2 separate regions of the Mus musculus genome follow, and region 1 is linked to region 2. A link is a contact called in public HiChIP or PLAC-seq data. All regions are on one chromosome and are shown on one strand. The core of a region is the stretch at or near the end of the contact, and the rest is flanking DNA. Distances in the headings are between cores, read along the strand shown.

What was found. HiChIP or PLAC-seq counts read pairs in DNA pulled down with a chosen protein or histone mark.
Region 1: a contact with region 2 is called in an H3K27ac HiChIP or PLAC-seq map of embryonic stem cells, with 2.8 times the contacts expected there. The contact joins two enhancer-like sites. A contact is called at or near these places in 2 of 115 datasets of contacts at active chromatin or transcription factors (embryonic stem cells and pancreatic cancer cells) and 1 of 9 other capture datasets (embryonic trunk).

Annotation. Positions count from the first base shown.
Region 1 is chr5:147,154,304-147,157,003 of GRCm38.p6, reverse strand. No RefSeq gene overlaps it. Among named protein-coding and RNA genes, the nearest start is that of Gm34994, 3.6 kb to the left of the region's middle. Within about 2 kb of position 1,318, at least 47 of the 459 cell types and tissues checked have an H3K27ac peak or open chromatin away from gene starts, as enhancers often do. A contact at or near this core is called in embryonic stem cells, where this site is marked.
Region 2 is chr5:146,891,765-146,894,464 of GRCm38.p6, reverse strand. No RefSeq gene overlaps it. Among named protein-coding and RNA genes, the nearest start is that of Gm10858, 4.0 kb to the left of the region's middle. Within about 2 kb of position 1,309, at least 9 of the 459 cell types and tissues checked have an H3K27ac peak or open chromatin away from gene starts, as enhancers often do. A contact at or near this core is called in embryonic stem cells, where this site is marked.

The DNA of each region.
Region 1 (2,700 bases), core at 69-2,568, 260 kb before region 2:
TGCAAAAGAAATTTCCGGGCTTTTGAAGATGTCTGGAGTGTTAGGAACCAGGTCCACCCTCACCCACCTTCAGCAACTCAGTTCCAGCAGCCACATCGTCACCTACCGCCAAATGCCATACATTTCTGTTGTCACCACATATATAGCCTTATATACACATATATACATACACATCTATGGATTTACTTCATTTTGTGCTCCCCCTACAACCTCACTCCCCCACCCCCCTACCCCCCCCAACCCACCCCCGCGCAATAAATCTCTCCCCTGAGATCTGTTGCATGGAGTGGCTTTGTGGCATTCCTTGGCCCCAACCCACCAAAACCCTTACAAGGAGTGCATTTGCAAGGACCCCCAACCCCTTACCACATGCAGATCCTAGCACTTCCTCCTCCTCCATGCAATCTGGAATCTAGGAGCCACACCCTTTGTTTACATATAGTTAAGTTACCACTAACCAAACCTTCCTGAAATGCTCTCTCCCTCTGAACTCCCGGCAACACCCAGTGAGACTGGGTTCTGATCTACTGCATTTTATTTGTGGGCCAACCAGAGAGTCACAAAGAGTAGTGACTTCTTCCCCCTCATAGACTTTATCCCCTCTCCCCTCATTCTTAGTTTCAAAGATAAATAGCTCTTGTTCCTTATGTGGCATTCTCTTACAGTGGGACCTCCCAACCTCAGCAACAAATATCCACAAATACTGAAGCCACAACCCAAGGAGGGCCTCCAACAAGCGAGGCTGCTGATGCGGTGTGTTTTCACATATGGTTAATGGGTAGCGTGCTTTATAACCTACGCGTGCTTTTTAGAAGATAAACCAAGGAAATCTGTGCCAGGCAACACATCAGGGCATGAGTCCCTGGGCCACCAACATCTCTGAGAAGCTGGTCCAGGTAGCCCCCAAATCCCAGAATCACCCAGACCTACATCCTCCTCTCAGATCTCCACTTTCCAGCATCCCCAAGAACTTGACTTTAGAAATTCCACGCACGCTCTGAACCTCCTCCAGCACCGGGTGTCTCTCTGTACTCAGAGGCCGGGCAGCTGAGGGGGAGGGGGGACTCAGGAGGGGGGCGTCATAGAGTGGAAGGATACAAACTTGGGAAATAAACATTTTTTGGGAACCCTCCAGATTGTCTTAGAATCAGCGGGACTCATGAGCCAGCCACAATAGGTTCACTTTCATGTGGGTGCAGAAGCAGGCAAGACTTCCAGGCAAAAAGTGTGAATGTGAATTTAGCTAGTTTTGGATAAAGCCGCCTTTCAGCGTCACTACACAGCGTGAATGCAGGCGCGGTGGAGTTACAACTTAATGAGCTGAGGGGAAGTGCACAGGGTCAGGCCTCATCTCCCAGCCTCTGTCATGCTAATCAGCTAGGCAGCCTGCATCTGAAAAACTGCTGGAATTTTTATTTGCATTTCATTTGCTTGGAAGGAAGTTGACCCAGATGGTCCACAAAGGCCCTAGGAGGCTGGCAAGCAGTGTGGAGGCTGCACACTTCTCCGAGGGCCTGCCCTTGTCTGCCCATCCCTCTTTGAGCGGAGGGCATAAAAGATTAAAACAGCGGAAGGGAATTGATTTCATGATTTTTAGATAATTTCCCCAAGATTTTAGAAAGGACCTCCAAAAAACCTAATTTAATCAGCCAGGAGCTCAATAGTAATTACAGGGAAGAAAAGCTGGGGTAATGAAAGAGGTGGAAAGGATTTTTTGCTGTTGCCAGTGGGAACCTTTTTCTTAATAGGATAAGCCCAAAAACTAAACGATGTTAATAGCATCAAGCACCGGCGGCCAGAGCCCACGGCTGGCGCCTCAGTGAGTGGATGATGGATTGCCCAAGCCACTGCTCTCGCCAAGGGGAGCTCCGACAGTTGGCCACAGAGGTGATCTGCCTGGCATTTCCATAAGCGATTGCCTGCATCTCAGAGCTTGGGGGTCTGTGAGCTAGTCTGGGGTTTTGTCTCTACAAAGTCCCTTCAGTGGAGGGCGGCTCAGTCCTATCCAGGTAAGACGTTTACCTCAGCACTAGCCTTGATGACATAGTTTTTGAGAGCTTTCGGTGTCTAAATCAGGGCTGTGTCTTCTGTCGGCTGTGTGACCTGGGCGGGGAGTGGGGGGGGGGGGGAGGGGGTGATTAGCCTTACTTCATTTCCATGCACAGAGACTCCAGAGTTAGGATACTATTTGGTCTCCATTCCAAGTACGAAGGCACAGAGCTGCAAATGGCTGTCCTACTGATATGGTATAGGGCCAGGCACCCAGAGGAGAATACAAATGCCTTTACAGAAGTTTTTAAGGGGTCTGGAGAGAGGGCTTTGTGATTAAGAGCACTGGCTGCTCTTCTAGAAGCCCTGGGTTTGGGATTCCCAGAACCTTCGTAGGAGCTCACAACTGTCTGGCACTCTCTTCTGGCCTTCTAGGACATCAGGCAATCACGTCGTACACACATATAAAAGCAGGCAAAACATACATTCATATAATGTGTGTGTGTGTGTGTGTGTGTGTGTGTGTTTATACATGCAGGTTTACCACAGTGATCAAATGAAGATCAGAGAACACCTTGTGGGAATCATTCCTACCATGTTGCCAGTCCATTGATCAAAGCAGATGTCAGTCAGTGTAAAACACTCCTTACTTAGCATATAGTGGACACAGCAACCAACTGGAAACAAATATTCAGTTCCTACGAGGTAGTG
Region 2 (2,700 bases), core at 60-2,559:
TCTGCACCATCAGACTGTCCTGCGAAGGGGTCAGAAGAGACAGGCACATAAGCATCATGTGATCAGTACTTTAAGGAAATATGAACAAAGGAGCTGGTAAAATGAGGCTGGAGAGATGGCTCAGTGGTTAAGAGCACTGATTGTTCTTCCAGAGGTAACCCTCTGCAATAGGGCCTGATGCCCTCTTCTGGTGTGTCTGAAGACAGCTACAGTGTACTCATGTACAAAAAGTAAATAAATAAATAAATCTTAAAAAGAAAAAAAAAAAAAAAGAGCCGGTAAAGCCCGGGAGAGAAGAGGAGCAGGTTCCGTGGGCTCCGAGGACTGCTTCGGAGAGGAAAAATTCTGAGCTGGGCTGTGAAAGGTGAATTTCAAACAATTAATAAAGTCTGAGAACTGAAGAGATTGCAGAAGACCCAAGTTCAGGTCCCAGCACCCACGTCAGGCGGCTCACAGCCACCTGTAACTCCAGAGCCAGAGGAATCTGGCGCCCTCTTCTGGCCTCTGCAAGTACTGCATGCACATGCACACACAAACACACACAGATAATTAAAAAATTAATTAAAAAATGTAAAAACTTAAATCCATTAAGTCGGGAAAAAAACCAAACCAAACCAAACCAAAAAAAGATCTACCTTGCCCACATAGATCTACAAAATCCAGCATCATTATCTAGGTTTTTGTCTTCAATCTATTGGTTACAGCCTGCTGCACTGGGGCCCAGATCAGCTTTCTGGGCAAAACAGATGGACCTTGGAGCAACCAAGTATATGCCATAGCTGCAGATTTGGTGTCCCCTCAGAGGAGGAAAAAAAATGGCAAACATTGAGTGCGTTTTGGGAAAATGTTTCTTTGACGTGGATCCCTCACCAATAAATTAAGAATATCAAGTCATCCAGGTGGTGAGGGCATGGGCCTTTAATCTCAGTACTCAGGAGGTAGAGGTGGGCAGATCTCTGAGTTCGAGGCCAGCCTTGTCTACAGAGCAAATTCTAGGACAGCCAGGGATTTGAACTCATGGCCATACAAAAAAAAATAAATAAACACATTTAAAAATTTTTATTTTACTTTTTTAAATAGAGTAAATCTTTATTTTTAGATTTATTTATGCAGTGAAACCCTGTCTCAAAAAAAAAATCAAATTAGATATCCAAGATTGGAGCATACTATTTTGTATTGGAGGTGGGAGGGTGGCGTACATTTAATGCTGATTAACCAGGGAGGAGACACAAGGCTAGGCCAAAGCATTAGAGTCTTTAGGTGACCTCTAACTCTTGCCCGTCCTGGTGTCCTTTACCTGTCAGGGGCACAAAAGTCCTTGCATCCACAGATCAGCCGGGAAACCAGGAATGTTAACCATGCAGGGTGTTTTCTCAAAGGAGGAAACACTTGGTTTCTACCCGGAAGGCTGGGAGTGGCTATTGTTAATGAATGACCTGGTGACCTTTTGTGATCTGCACACCTCACCCAGGCACATCTCTCCCAAATCTCCCAGAGTATCTATCCCAGACTCTCCCTCCCTAGGCCTCCATCTTTAGCCCCCAGTCAGTAGAATCCATCCTTAGGGGAGATGTCACATGTATTTTATAGGCTGTTGACCTCTATGTTATTGGTCAGAGACCACACTACTATTCTATTTTTTTTTCTGTTTTTTCGAGACATCTTTTCTTTTAAAGATTTATTTATTTATTATATGACAATACACTGTAGGTGTCTTCAGACACTTTTTCTTCTTGTTCCGGCCCTGCTCACTCACTGTAGCTGTGTTTAGACATCCCAGAAGAGGACATCAGATCTTATTACAGATGGTTGTGAGCCATCACATGGTTGCTGGGATTTGAACTCATGACCATACAAAAAAACCCGATAAACACATTTAAAAATTTTTATTTTACTTTTTTTATAGAGTAAATCTTTATTTTTAGATTTATTTATTTATTTACTATATGTAATACACTGTAGCTGTCTTCAGACACACCAGAAGAGGGCTTCAGATCTCATTAGAGATGGCTGTGAGCCACCATGTGGTTGCTGGGATTTGAACTCAGGACCTTTAGGAGAGCAGTTGGTGCTCTTAACCGCTGAGCCATCTCTCCAGCCCCTTATTTTACTTTTTTAAAGATGTATTTATTTATTTATTATATGTAAGTACTCTGTAGCTGTCTTCAGACACACCAGAAGAGGGCTTCAGATCTCATTACAGATGGTTGTGAGCCACCATGTGGTTGCTCCATCTCTCCAGCCTGGTCTACAGCGTGAGTTCCAGGACAGCCAGGACTATACAGAGAAACCCTGTCTCGAAAAACCAAAAAAAAAATTAAATAAATAAATTAATTAATTAATTAATTAAATTAATTTATTTTTTACACTCCATATTTCAGTCTCCCATAAATGTTTTTAAAAGGAGAGTTTTGATATCAATTCAAATTATAATAAATGCAAATAAATAGCCAAGTCCATCTACTGGGAGCAGCCAAGTCAACCAGATGATATTCACACCAAATAGCCAATACTACTCAAAATCACCAAAAATGTGAATATACACATATATACATACACACACATACACAAATTTTATATATATATATATATATATATATATATATATATATATATATATTTAAAGATTTATTTATTTTATGCATATGAGTACATCACCATCGCTCCCTTCAGACACACCAGAAGAAGCCATCAGACCCC